Linked DNA regions of Mus musculus: region 2 is linked to region 1. The links are chromatin contacts, called in public Hi-C maps. All regions are on one chromosome and are shown on one strand. Each heading gives the region's core, a stretch centred on a gene start, on an enhancer-like site or on the middle of the called end of the contact. The rest is flanking DNA. Distances are from core to core; before and after follow the strand shown.

What was found. Hi-C and Micro-C count contacts between places; a contact is called where the count stands out from the background.
Region 2: a Hi-C map of liver shows a contact between it and region 1, with 3 times the contacts expected there. The contact joins two enhancer-like sites. A contact is called at or near these places in 2 of 484 Hi-C or Micro-C datasets (both in liver) and 2 of 115 datasets of contacts at active chromatin or transcription factors (embryonic stem cells and stem cell-derived neural progenitor cells).

The regions. Positions count from the first base shown.
Region 1 is chr4:105,218,897-105,225,871 of GRCm38.p6, reverse strand. Plpp3 (phospholipid phosphatase 3) reads right to left here. Exons shown (of 6, transcript NM_080555.2): 5 at 6,368-6,544. Among named protein-coding and RNA genes, the nearest start is that of Plpp3, 65 kb to the right of the region's middle. Within about 2 kb of position 4,436, at least 34 of the 459 cell types and tissues checked have an H3K27ac peak or open chromatin away from gene starts, as enhancers often do. A contact at or near this core is called in liver, where this site is marked.
Region 2 is chr4:105,362,406-105,369,830 of GRCm38.p6, reverse strand. No RefSeq gene overlaps it. Among named protein-coding and RNA genes, the nearest start is that of Gm40217, 47 kb to the right of the region's middle. Within about 2 kb of position 5,075, at least 47 of the 459 cell types and tissues checked have an H3K27ac peak or open chromatin away from gene starts, as enhancers often do. A contact at or near this core is called in liver, where this site is marked.

The sequences.
Region 1 (6,975 bases), core at 3,187-5,686:
TAATAACCTTCCATTTTGCTGTTACAACACAGGCTTTGATGTGTGGTTCTCTAAATGCTCTATCATGCTTCCCTTTCTAGACTGTGAGCTACTCCAAGGCAAGGAGTTGTGCTGAGTCATTCTGGCCGCCTCCCGGGTGACTACAGACACCAGAGCTGCCTCTCTTCTGCCTACACTTGCAGAAGTGTGCCTTGGCCTAGGGATTTCCTTTCAGGTTTCTAGTGTTCCACACAGAGCTGTCTCTCAAATTGAGTAGAGAATCTTCTTTGGAGAAGAAAGCTCCAGGAACTGATGCACCCTCATGGCCTAGTAACAGTAAGGACTGTATAATGAATGACAAAGTATCTTTGGCAGCCTAGTCTTTTGACTCTAGGAGAGTTACTCAATTCGTAGTCATTGCTTTTTAGCCTCAATAAAAGGCTTTCGGTGGCTGCTGGCACCAGGAATTTGCCAGTGTCTGTGTTAGCCCTGTGCATCTGAAAGGGACAATGATGGGCTAGGATCATGCTGCTGTGTGATGCTCAGCCAGCAATTACAACCTGTTTCTCTTGATGCAGTACAGAATTGAACAATGTTTTCTAATCACCTACTTGCCTTGCATTTGTGTACAACTGGTACTTAAACAACAACAACAACAACAACAAACAGGACTAGAGAGATGGCTCAACAGTTAAAAGCACTTGCTGTTTGTCTGGGGACCCAGGTTCAGTGTTCAGCATCTATAATTGTCCTCCAGTTCCAGGTGATCTGACACCTTCTCCTGTCCTCTCAGGGCAGCAGGCACCCATACAGTACACAACAAACATGCAGGCAAAATACTCATACACATAAAATAAAACTTAAAAGTTAAGGATATCTCTATCTATCTATCTATCTATCTATCTATCTATCTATCTATCTATCTATCTATCTATCTATAGTGTACACTTGCTCTCTCTTGCAAAAGAGCAGAGTTTGGTTCTTGCCCTCACACCTGTGCCCACCCAGTGTCCAAGTTGGCTCCCACCATACCACTGTCTGGCTGTTAGGAAGTAACAAGAGCATCTATAGGTCACCACCAGCATTTAAAAAGATAAAAGAGAAAACGTTAGACAGGACCTGCCAACATGCCAACTAGCAAGCAGCAAGATACAACTGCCTCCTCTGGGTTTCGATTTCCTCCCTCTCAGCAAAGGAACAAAAATAAAAAAAAAAGAGAGAGATTCTTAATGAACTTTGCAAACTATGGAGTGCTGTAACGATACTGTTACCATCTCCTGATTTATGCCTTGGCTTCCTTTCCCTGCCACATCTACGTTCCTGCCGACCTGACAGTGGGGAACTAGGTAGCGAGGTCAGCTTTGGGCATTACTGTCAGACTTTTGTTCAGGGGATGTGGGTGTCATTTCTTCCATCCCTCTTGACTCTGGCAACACTGGACTACATCCAGAGGGAGCAGGTAAGAATCTCCTACTACAAGAGGAAAAAGTCTTACAAATTCCAGGGACAGAATGCAGGCTTGGTACTGCTGTTTTACCCCTGAAACAACACAGCGACCTGGAATTGGTTCTGACTCTGTGTGTGTGGACTTGGGTGTGTCCTGGGCTCTCCTCACTGAGCTTCCTCTCACAAGGCTGCCGTGGCCCGGCTCTTCCTCACGTGAGCATTCTTGCCCCTCACTCTTCCCAAGGTCACTGCTCTGGGCCAGAGACAAAGAATGCCCTCGCCCTTCCCTGCATCCTGGAGGAAGATAGCAGGCACAAAAGAGCAACTGCTAGTGGGGGGCCACACCCCCAGGAAGAGAAAACCAGGAAAGACTGCTGTGTGTTTATAAAACTTGGGAGCAGCTGCTTCCTCTGCAGAACCCATAGCCATGGGGGCCTGGCCCTCCTCTGACCCCTCTCAGTGCCCCCCTAATTTACCATCTGTTAGAGGGTCAGTAAGGAGGTGACCAGATATGCAAGTAGTCATCAGACAGGAAACCAACCGATGTCCGCCCCTCTGTCCCACTGCCTGGCTGAATCCAGGTAGAGGTTTGAATCTTTGGTAGGGAGAGCTGCAGAGCTGTGCAGGTAGGAAGAACAAGGGTCTGTGCAGCAGCATTTGGCTCTGTCTGTCTGTCTGTCTGTCTGTTCTGTGCACCTGGAGGTCTAGTCTCTGCAAATGAAAGATAACGCATGTGTGTTACCTCTTCTGGCTCTGGGTGTGTCTGGGCTGTGGCCTTCTGCTTTGTTCTTCTGTTCACATCCTGCAAAGGTGTGCCTTGGTGTGCTGTCCTGCCTGAGTTCTAGCATCTGTACTGAGTCCAAGGCACTGTGTAGACTGCGTTTCATCAGGTTCCAGAGTCTTCCCTTTCTGGAAAGCCTTCAGTGGGCAAGCAAACTAAACCCATACTCCCTGTGCACGCCACTTTTGCCTAGACAAATCTGCTTGCTGTGAAAAAGCCAACCTCCTCAGACTTGGATGAAAGTGCTGGCTCTCAGCCTGCTGTCCAAGGCCATGCAGGAGCTGAACCATGACTAGGGTGACACTGAACCACTGGCAGGCTTAAGGGTGATCCCCAAATTTAGGACATGTTTGGGAAGATTGCTCTACCTGAAAGAGCAGTCCCAGCTTGGGTACACAGACACTGTCCCAGAGAATAACCTCTGTGCAAAAAGATGGACAGGCTGCAAGGCTTCCAAGCTTAACTGACAGATAAAGAGCCAAGGCTCAGAGGAGAAATCCCACCCAAGGCCACACCCAATTCATCACTCATGATTGCCCCAAGGTTGATCAACCAACAATGAATGTCAGCTATGACACCAGCCACCCAGAATAACCAACAAGACTAAGCTATGGATTCTGGTGGTAAGGCATTAGCAATCTAGCTGAGCAGACAGACACATGAGCAGGTAAAGAGCAGAAGAGGCCAAAGCCATGACAGAGCAAAGAATTGGGAACACTAAATGAAAGTTGGGCAGTTCTAGCCTTAGGGACTGGGGAAGGTATGACGAGATGAACACTAGTCTCTCAAATGTATCCAGGAGCCACTCTCCAGACCTGACTAAATAACTTTGCTGATGAGATTAAGGTATGGCCATGGAAATGGACGCATGACTCCGGGTTATAAATGCAATCACAAGCCTGAGGAGGGGCGGGCAGGGAGAGAGGCCATACACCAAGGAACACAGGTAGCTATAAAAGGCAAGAAAATGCTCCATTTGGCCTCTTCATGGAACACAGCCTTTTCTACACCTTGATTATGGCCTAGAGAGACTCAGTTTTGATTCCTGAGTCCTGGGACTTAAACATCTGTACTGTAGATTAGGCTCACTTGTTACAGCAGCTATGAGTGACTCATACAAGAGGGTTCACCAGAGAAGAACTGGACTGTGCTCTGTCAGGAGTAGGAAGCTATCTAGAGCAAGGACTCTGTCATAAAATAAGAAGCTTGGCATTTCTGCAGGTGAGAGGAAGGGGACGGGAGGTCTTCGAGTGTTGGCTTTGTGTCAGACTGTTAAGAGTCACCTCTGGCTTCTATGTTTTCTCTGTGTGCCTTAATCCCTGACTCCTGTGTTTTCATCTTCGATGAAAATAGTTACTACAGTTAACAATTCACAGGCGTTAGCGAACCCACACCTCTGCTTGGGCCACCAGAGGCCACACAGGTTTGGCAGGAGAGGTTTTCTGGCAGAGGGGAAAATGGATTCTAAGCACCCTGTGGCCTAAGTGTTATGTGCTGTATCTCTCTCTCTGGAACCTTCTGACCCAGGAAGATGTCACTGTGTGTTAAGAACCTTGACTACATGGTGGCACCCACCTGCAATCTCAGCACTCAGGAGACAAGGGCAGGTGGGTCTCCATGAGTTTGAGTTTGAAGCCAGCCTGGTCTACATAATGAGTCCCAGGCCAGGCGTGGTTACATAGTGGGATCCTGTCTCAAAAATACAATAATACTAATGAAATAGATATCACAAATGTACTGCATTCGTAAGTGAGAAGAACACTTGTTTTCCTCAGGACTTGCTGGACTTAAGGGACACCTCTAATCCTATGACATAAGCAAAGCAGAGGTGGGACACCACAGCCCAGAACACTAAGGCTCCACTGCGCGTGAGAGCTGTCAGAGCTGAAACCAGGCAAACAAATGCCCTCCATCCTCTCAAGCCAGTCTGGGGCCACGACACTCAGTGTCCTCGTCAGACACCACCTTGAGGACCAGCCTCTCTGACTCAGCGCAGTAGCTGGAGTTCAGTGTCTGTCTCCCCTTGTAATCAAAACCAGTACCACACCATCAGGCGGGCATCTCTCAGTGGGAAAGAACACGCTGGCTTCCTTTGTCCCTGCTGTGCATTCCCAAACTCTCACACTGAGCAGCCGGCCACAGCTTCCAGAGACTTCTCTGCCCGGGCCTGTCAGATGGTTTAAGCAAAACAAATCCCTCAGTGCTGTGCTTCTAAGCTAGTGGGACCAGGAGGTCCTGGCTGTGTACCAGGTGGAGTTTGGTATCTAAAGAAAAGCAATCAATTAGACCGAGCCCCTGTCACCCCATGTTGACAGGCAAAAAGGGCAAAAGACAGGGTAAGATTTCTGTCACCTCTTCCCAAACTGTCCCCTTGGTGAAAAGAAAACTTCAGACTCAAGAGGCTAACCGGATCAGCACAAGGCTTGGGAAGGACCCTACAAAACACTTAAATGACACTCTTTAAAACAGCTGGCTACACCATTTCTGCCTGAGGTAGCTCAGGCTGGCCTAGTGTCTGGTGCCCCTTCCCCCAGTGCTAAGCACAGAGGGCACTGGCTGTGAGTCAGTCTCAGAGCAGCTCTTTGGCCTTGGGGGAGCGAAGTCATCTCTCCAAGCCTGGGTTGCTTCATCTCTGCAGTGGTGCCATGTGTCCAAAAGAAGTCACAGGGCAAAGTATGCAGGGAGGTGCCAGGCAACAGTGGGCGCTCTACAGACTCTGGGTTCAACTTCTCAGGCCAGTGTGCCAGAGCCAAACAGGATAAAGGCAAACTCACAGATTTCCTTCTGGAAAAGAAGCTTTCATTCTCCCGAATTCTGTCTAATTGCTCACGGCCAGAGCCCCATAGTTGTGGTATGAAAGAGAGGAAGGCTGGGGACGATCCCCACACCTTTTAATTGTTTAAGTTGGGGGGTAAGGGAGACTTCAATGAGGGCAGTGGCACACTCTCACAAGGAGATGCCCAGAAGCAGGTCCCATGGGCTGCCCTCCTGCTGAGAGCAAAGCCCAGGAGGGTACAGGCAGCAAAGAGTTACCCTTCTGTGCAAGTACCCCCCCCCCCCCACTATCATCACATATGAAAGGGCCAGGCACCAGGGGACAAGCTGGAGGGTGACAGCTGTTCTGGGTAACAACACACACACACACACACACACACACACACACAGATTTTGAGAGAGAGAGAGAGAGAGAGAGAGAGAGAATGAATGAATAAGAGAGCACTGAAGACAGCCATCATCAAAACAGCCAGGCGTCCTATACCTAAGCTAGCAGGTAGATCAGGTCTTTCTTTCACCAGTGTCTACACTGAACACCCTTACTTCATCTCTGTGATGCTGACCATACTGTGTACAACCTTTGCTGAGCTGCCAAGGGCCCATATGTCCAATGCAGTCCTACATTGCCCTTGGGACTTCCTATGGGATTGGATTGGGCACCTTGAAGAAGGGCTCAAGAAAGCTCAATACCAAAGTTTGTACAGAGCAGCATCTAGAATATGGAAAAGAGGCAGGAAAGGTAGGGAAATGGAGGCTCAGAGAAGTGGAAAGCCCGATCCCACCTTAATTGGCAATCAGGGTGAAACATGTAAAAAAGCAATCTCTCTGTGTTGGGGGGAACCAACATGTTCCCACACCAAGTCCAGTCTCTATGGAGTTTTGATAATATGCAAGGGCCTGGGCCAGGGGCGGGCTCCTCCTTCAGCAAACCTCTGGTTCTCCAGTTGACAGAGACCAAGGTTCCCGGCCATCACAGAAGAGTGTAGAGATTTCTCAAGAAGTGGAAAACAGCCACTGACTAACTAGTGTCCCACCAAAGCAGGCTGTGTCATCAGGGGACTGTCATTCTGTAGGCACTCACATGCATGCTTTTGCAACTTTCCAGTCTGCTGTGGTCACGTATACATTCGTAAGTGGACAATGTCTAAGCTGACTTCTGATCACAGCATTCTACAAGACAAAACTTGTGCTCACAGAGAAGAGGATTCACAGAACCTATTAAACGATTGCCATCTACTGATGGGATCCTGGAGCCCGAGGCTTTTGGGACACTAAGAAGAGACGACTCGGAATGAAGATTCAACGGCTTTAGTCACTGGGCTGGAAACATTTAACAGGCATCAGTTCAGGGCTCTGTATGAGTGCCAAGGACAAAGGGCTACTTACTATGCAGCAGGCCACCAGAGCTCCTTGGGCAAATCCTGCCAGGACATCGCTAGGATGATGCTTGTAGTCAGATACCCGTGACAATCCCGTGTAGAAGGCCATCATGAGCAAAGTGAACTGCAGGAGGGGGCGGAGCAGTCGGGCCCCGCGCCAGGTGAAGCGGGCCTGAAGGTAGAGCTGACAGAAAGAGAGAAAAACACCTTCAATGACTTCTCATTCACAGACACTAGACCACTAGGCTAGTGTGCTCCACATTCCTGCCAAATGGAACCATCTAGATGTGGTATGGTATACTGTGTACAGAGCACTTAACTCGGACACGATGCCCCATGGGGAAATGCTGATCTTCAGCTTTTATAGCATAAAATTTTGATTTTTCTTTTAAGAGATGAGCTATGGAGACTTGAATAAGATAGCACCCATGAATGTTTTTTTACATGCTGCTGGGCACACAGTAAGCATTTAATAAATATGACTTTCCCCTTACCCTCTGGATCTATACTACTTATAGATCAGTAACCAAGGCCAGAAAAGGCTTTGTTGTGGGATTGATGTCAATTTACTTTACACATTTGTGAGTTTTCTCGGGGATTACAGCTGCCTAGTCC
Region 2 (7,425 bases), core at 3,826-6,325, 140 kb before region 1:
CCTCCTCATCTCTAATTAATATCCTCAAACTGATGGGAAAGAGGCTTTCAGGTTAGATTCAGCACAAATAATCCAAGCAGCCTATGTCTTGAGTTTCACTCTTCGCCCTCTGAGGGGCAACCAAGGGCAACAGGCTTATTCTCTATTGTTTTCAGATTCACTTGGGCTCCCCCCAGCAACTATTCTAAAGTATATTTCTCATACCTAGTACTGGTTTTTTTGTTTTTGTTTTTTAAGTATATGGTTCTTGTGGGGAGCAGTGCTGTCCCTAATGGTTTAACTTTCACACACACACACACACACACACACACACATATGTGTATATATATATATAGTCTATATAGCAACAAAGCCTCTCAAGGGAGTTCATCAAGCAAAAATGAAAACAAGATGATCAGCTAGTAACATATGTCTAGACAAATAAATGAAAATGTCAAATAGTGTGGATATATATCAAAGTAACTTTTACTCATTTCAAAATATCTTTAACAGAAAATTGATTATTTCAAGTAAAAAATAGAAACAATTATGGTGAATTTATAATAATATAAAGAACTAGGGATAAGAGAAGGAATTAAAAGGCTAATGTGATCTTATACTCTATATGAAGTAGGACAATGCTTTATATAGACTATCTTAAAGATGTGTAGTGGAAACCACAATTGATCCACCAAAATAAAAAGGGGGTTAGCTAAGAATCCAAAGGTAAAAATAAAATATAATAGTGAAGAAATATTTAAAGAAAGCCACAAAGGAGGAAAAGACAAACAAAGAAAAATGTTTAAATTGAAACAATATATACCTCAGATGTTTTTCCCTCTAGCGACTAAGCCAATGTGCCAGCTGATTACCAAGGCTTTTCTAGTAGCTGAAATTGACTATTGCCCGAATCTTCTGTGAGCCAGGAATTGACCTGACTACAAAACCCAATTGTTCTTTGCCTAGTCATGTACAGTTTTACCCTATGCATGCATAATGTTTTAACTTGGTCATGGTGTAATCTATGCACATTACAGGTGAAGAAGATCTTTTATTTAATTCTTTCTGTAGCTCTGATCTGAACCCCCAGGCTCAGTGGTCCTGGATCCTTTTGGGCCCTCCCTTACTGAACCTGCAGTACATAAACTGTCCTCAGGTCAAATGCTAAAGCAACTTAGGGACTCACCTTGTTTACAGTTCATATTTTGTGGGTTCTGGTTTTTTTTAAGACACTGCCTTGTGTTGGAAAGTGGCTCTTCATGTCACTTGTTCTGGGTGCTGTTTGTTTATGAGAGGTTCGGTTACTTCCTTATTACTTCAGCCAGGATGAAAGTGAGCGTTTCTGCTTTGCTCTCTTGCTCACCTAGTCCCCTGTCTGGATGTTCTCACACAAATGAAGTCTCCAATGCTAGAGCCTCCTTCCAAGTTTCTTCCTTACCCAAGTCTCCCAGGTCTAGTCAGTAGCTCAGACTTCGGCCTGAGGTTGTTTTTCCCCTTTAAAGAACATTCTACATCCCATGGGGTTTGTTTTGCTGCTACTGTTTGTTGCCTGCTTGATTGACTGATTTAATATGAAGTAGTTTCGTTTGGTTCTTTTGTCTTATTTTGCAGGGGTGGGTGATTTGCTGCTATTTTGTTTTGTTGAGACAAGGTTTCGCTCTGTAGCCCTGGCTGGGAACTCATTAAATAGCTAAAGTTGGCCTGGAACCCTCACAGCCATCCTCCTACCTCAGTCTTCCCAGTGCTGGGGTTACAGGTGTAAACCATCGGCTCCAAATTACACCATCTGTTTTTACTTTTCTGGTTCTAATTCATCATTTTCTCTAATACAATTAAATGTCATTAACCCTGCTTTGATGTCACTGTTGACTCCAAGGATAGAAAATACCCATTTCTATATGCTTAGAGCCATAGAAAAATTTCTGCACCACCTATCTGTTTAACTGTTATCTGCCTGTGTGTCTGTGTATCTATCTATATATTTATGTAATTATCTGCCATTTATCTATTTTTAATTCATTTTACTTAATTTTTTAAAGATTTATTTATTTTATGTCTATGAGTACACTGTAGCTGTCTTCAAACACACCAGAAGAGGACATTGGATCCCATTACAGAGGGTTGTGAGCCACCATGTGGTTGCTGGGAATTGAACTCAGGACCTCTGGAAGAGCAGTCAGTGCTCTTAACCACTGAGCCATCTCTCCAGCCCTACTTACTTGTTTTTAAGGCAGGATCTCATGTTGCCTCATGAGCTATCCTCATACTCACTATGTAATTGAGGATGACAGTCAACTCCTGAACCTCCTGGTTCTGCCTACTTTCAAGAGTTCTAAGGGCTGACCCCAGGGCTTCATGCACACTAGGCTAGCTATTGGAACTGTATTCTCAGCCTCATTTTATGGCTTTGCAACATTGATATTGCCAAGTCTTTCTTTCTTCATGAAAACGTCCTTGTTTGAAGAAGAGAGCACTCATGTGCATGCCCAGTTAGGAGCATGGATTTTCCACGATAGCTTTTGTTCTAATCGAAATTATCACTCGTGTAAATGGAAGACCTGGACGATTATGTGGCTTTTTGAGTCTTATTTTTCTCACCAATTAGAAGAACCCAATGTAGTATGTCCCTCAAAATATTGTGGATAGGTTAAATGACACACATTCCTAAGACTCATCGTTAAGGGCTGGCACGTGGAAGTCTGTTCATAAATGCTCGCCAAGTAGTTAACTTTCTGCTAATTCTAAGACTTTTATTTTTCTTGGCTGTCTTGGCCATTAAGTAACTTCACTTTTAATTCCTTGTCTTCTAACTGTATAATCTTTTAGGCTGTATTATTTCCTATGTCCGGGCCTTATTTTAATTTTTAGATTATTACCAAAAAAAAGTAAGTAAGCAGAGAGGCTAGAGGCAGTAAATTTCTTGTGATGCAAGCTTTAGACTCTAAATTTATTCCTAGAACCCTCATGAAAAGTCAGGCATAGTCTCGGGTACTTAATGATACCAACATCAGGGAGATGAAGACAAGTGAATCCTAGGGTTTTCTGGCCAGCCACGCCAGACTAATCAGCAAATCTCTGGCCAGTGAAAGACCCTGTCTCAAAAACACAAGATGGTGCACACCTGAGAAGCAACACTAGAGGCTGACCTCCAACCTCTACACACACATAGTCACACACACACATGCTCATCTCTGCACACATACACAAAACCTAAGTCTTAAAACGTATTGATTGTTGCTGTTCCAGGTTATGAAAGTTACATTTAAAAGATAACAAAAGAAAAAGGGAAAGGAATAAGTTCGGCGTTGTCTTTTCCCTTCTGCCCTTAGTTGAAATGCCCCACTCCAGACTCTGAAACTCCATGAACACCACTGGGATCCCAGCCCTTCCCCACCTCCCCGAAAACAACCACTACTCTTATTTCTATTTCTGTGTTTATCTTCTCCTTACTGGGTTGGGTTTTTTTTTTTTTCTGTTTTTTGTTTTGTTTTGTTTTGTTTTGTTTCACCACATGTGTTTAGTTTTGCAAGCCTATGAACTTTATATTAAAAGAATCATACTGGATGTTCTCCTATACAACTTTCTTTTTCCACTTAACATTCTGTTCTTGATGCTCGTTCTTGTTGCTGCACAAAGCCCTGCTTCGTTAATTTTTTGTTGTTGTGGTGGTGGCGCTATTCACTGTGTGACTCTTCCACAACTAATTCAGCCCCTGTAGTTTTGATGACTATTTCAGGGGTTTCCAGGGGGTTGCTAGTGTAGTCGTGCTGCTCTGAGTGTCCTCTATATGTCTTCTCTGACTTTTTCTCAGGGCCAAAGGATTTACCCATCTTTACCAGGTAAGTGAAAATTATTTCTCAAAATAATTGCGTCAGTTCCTACTTCATGCTCCTTGCATAAACGGTCCCCTTTAATTTCCTTCCCTACACTTCATTTCCTGATTTACTTTTTACTCCACCCACTTTCCTTTGGCTTGAGCTGTCCACTATGAGTTGATGACCACGGAATGTTCAAACTCGGGTCCATACCTTCTTCCCAAGCTCCAGATCCATGTATTCAATGCCTTACTTAATAATTCTTCTTGGTTGTCTTCTGGAAGCATAAGTAACATGCTATTACCTGAGCATACCTTTTTCAGTGAGCTGTGCCATCTTTATCCCATTGTCAAACAACATGGCAAAAACAGAGGGACTCTCTGATATTTCTTCCTTTCCCCTCTGTCCTCCCTTTGATTGATCCCGAAACTTCATTGTTTCTACTGCCCTAACACCTCAAAGTATCTGTTCCCTTTCTTCCATGTGCTTCTGATATTTCTAATTCTCTGTGCTCAGAGCTCACAGCACAGCTCCATGTTCTCATTCCTAGTCATGATGCTCGCCACACAAAGTAATGAGCAAGGGAAGGAACGTCTGTCAAGGGTGTAGCTCAGCACCCAGTAGAATCAAGGCTTCTAAGTGCTTGCTTAAGACACTGTATTTGTTTCAGGATGAGAACCAGCTGTCCTACTGCGATGTAACTCCACAGCAGCCTGAGCTGAGCCCTGGCAAGTCCTGGCTCTCCTTGGCACCCCACCGCTGGTTTAATGTTTAAGCCATACACATTGCTTGGTTAATCACGTGGAGACAGGTCTGGCCTATCAGGCTGGATTGCCTGGGTGACCTAAGCCTATTCTTCCAGACAGGATGACTGGTGCTGCTACATTGATGGTGGCTCTCCCAACCTTGATCTTGAGTGAGAACACAGAACGGCTCTCTGCTCCCACAGTCAAGATGAAGCATAAACACAAAGTGATTCTCTGCTCTCTCAAGCCTTTGGAATTACAACTAGAGCACTGGGGGGTACCATTCTTGCAAATACATCTGTCTTTCCATGTTCATGGCTATTGGACACAGGCAAGCAGAAAAGACCAGAGAACTTTCCAGTTCCCTTGGAGTTCATTGCTATGGAATCTGATTTTTTTTCCTTCTTTGCAACTTCCTGAATAAACTCTTATGTTGGCATAAAAATAATGGCATTTGAATACCCGACTTCAGGGCACACTGAGTTCTTTCCAGCTGGCATTAGTCGAGGTTTTTGCACTTTCTCCTAGAACACAGGCATTCTCTATCAGTACAAAGGTCAGCTGTTATCTTCTCTCCAAAGCCATCAAACCTCAAAATAGCACTGGCTGTGAGAAGGCTAATGTCTTCCTGGCACAGCCCAGTGTCAGCTTTCAAGGGCACCATTTCACAACCAACTGCCAGGGCGACATAAGTGAGACTTGTCTAATACTCAAAGATCCTACAGAAGTCTGAAGGGACCAGTCGAGCTGCTGCCATGCCATGACACTGACTGGGTGAACGAACGGAAATTAACTCTGGTTGAACACCTTCTAGCGCCAAGCATTTCATGTAGACTGTCTTGTTTAATCTTCAGAACCACCTTCTGTGTGAGATATTATTAGGCTAGCTGACAAATCATTCCAAGAAAATAAATTCAGCTTGAGTAAGTGGCTGACCAAGGTCAGAAGAGAGATTCTGGCTTAAGCCCAGAGCTTAGAACTTTCTGTAAGGTACACTTTGACTTTATCTTATGTCATTTAACTTAGTTTAAAAGGAAAAAAAGTCAAATGGAAACAACTGAGTTTTCTGAATCTAGACTCAACTATCTAACAAATACTATATCCCACTTACTCAGTGTGAAGAGCAGAAAGAGGAAATAGAATAAATAAGGTCAATAAATAACTGTTCTCAAATGGGCTTATTGTATGCAGTGGTGGGCAGTGGTAGGCAGTGGTAGGCAGTGGTAGGCAGTGGTAGGCAGTGGTGGGCAGTGGTAGGCAGTGGTAGGCAGTGGTAGGCAGTGGTAGGCAGTGGTAAGCAGTGGTAGGCAGTGGTAGGCAGTTGTGGGGCAGTGTGATGCAAGCTAAAATGGGCAGCTTAACGAAAATGTAGTGGGATTAATGCATCCATTCACTATTTCCCAGTCACTGAGAGCTGGGGATTTGGAGCCACAGAAACAGACATTGGCTTCCATGAGCTCACAGTACAGCTGTAAGAGAAACAAGGGATGTTTACCAAGCAAGGGCCTCCGGCAGAACATGTCAGTCCTCCTCATGGGTCTACAAAGACTGAACACCTGGGTGGTTCTGGAGATGAGTTCTGAAACAACATGTGACAAACAGAGGAAGAGCTTTTCCAGCCTGATGTGTAAAGGCCCAAAGGGCAGAGATGTGAATTCTGGCCTGAGGTGGGGACCAGGCAGCTGGTCTAAAAGGATGAGTAACAACAGCCCAGGTGACAGGCAGGAAGGCAGCACCAGAGGAGACAGCACAGAAGACAGCAAGGCACCAGAGTTCCTTGGAATAATCAGACAAGCAGGCTTGGCCAAGGGAATGACTGGAAAGTAAAGGTCAGGGTGCATCATGGAAGTACCAGTTTTGCAAGGCAGATTGGGCTCTTTCATATAAGCAATAGATAGCTTATATCTTCTGTCACTCTGTCTCTGTCTCTCCGTCACACACGCAGACACACACAGAGGGGGTAAGGAGAGGAAGAGAGGAGGAAGGGAGTTTAGAGATGGAAAGTCCTCAGTGTTAGCTATTGTTGTTTTAAATGACTGTAGCTTGGATGCTGTGACAAACACCACAGTCTGCGTGGCTTATAAACAATGAGAATGCATTTCTCATTGGAGGCTGGAAGTCTGGGATGGAGGTGCTAGAGCAGTAGGAGTCTGCTGAGGGCGTTCTTACTCATTTATAAAGAATCCCTTCCTTCACTGCGTCACCACAGAGTGAGTAAGAGAGGGGACAGGCAAGTTCCCATCTGTCCTCATGAGAGCACCAACTATACACACGATCCTAATAACCTCTCAAGGGCTCTGCTTTCCAATACCAAGCCTGTGGAGGCTAGGGATCTAATGAGGACTTTGAGGAGATACAGGTATTCAGTCTATATGAACTGATTTCACTAAAAAGGCATACATAAGAAATGACATGGCCACATTTGCCATTTAGAAAGCTCACCAATGCAGGCATATGGGATGCTGCTAATGAATCCTTAAGGACAGTAACTGACAGCTACCACTGACAGTAGCTATCATGTTAGGTCAGGGCCCCTAGTCTGCTCTGCCTGGTGTCTCTCACATTTAACTCACCTTCTGGGAATAGCCCCCTCTAATGAGTTGGTTTCTGACATCATATTCAGAGTTTCTGGAGGCTGGTGGTTGTATTGATCTCTGTCCTCAGCTCAGAGAAACGTACACTGTAAGAATATATAGTTCCATGTTGTGCATGCCACAATGGGCTGACCTGCAAAGCACAGCAGGGACACTTCCTCTTGGCACAATTAGTAGTTGAAAGTCCTACCCTTGCAGCCTTACCCGATTCCACGCTTATGACATCGTATACTTCAAGAGTTCCTACTGAGACCAGGGATGGTAAGGATGGAGACCATATACCCCTTGCTT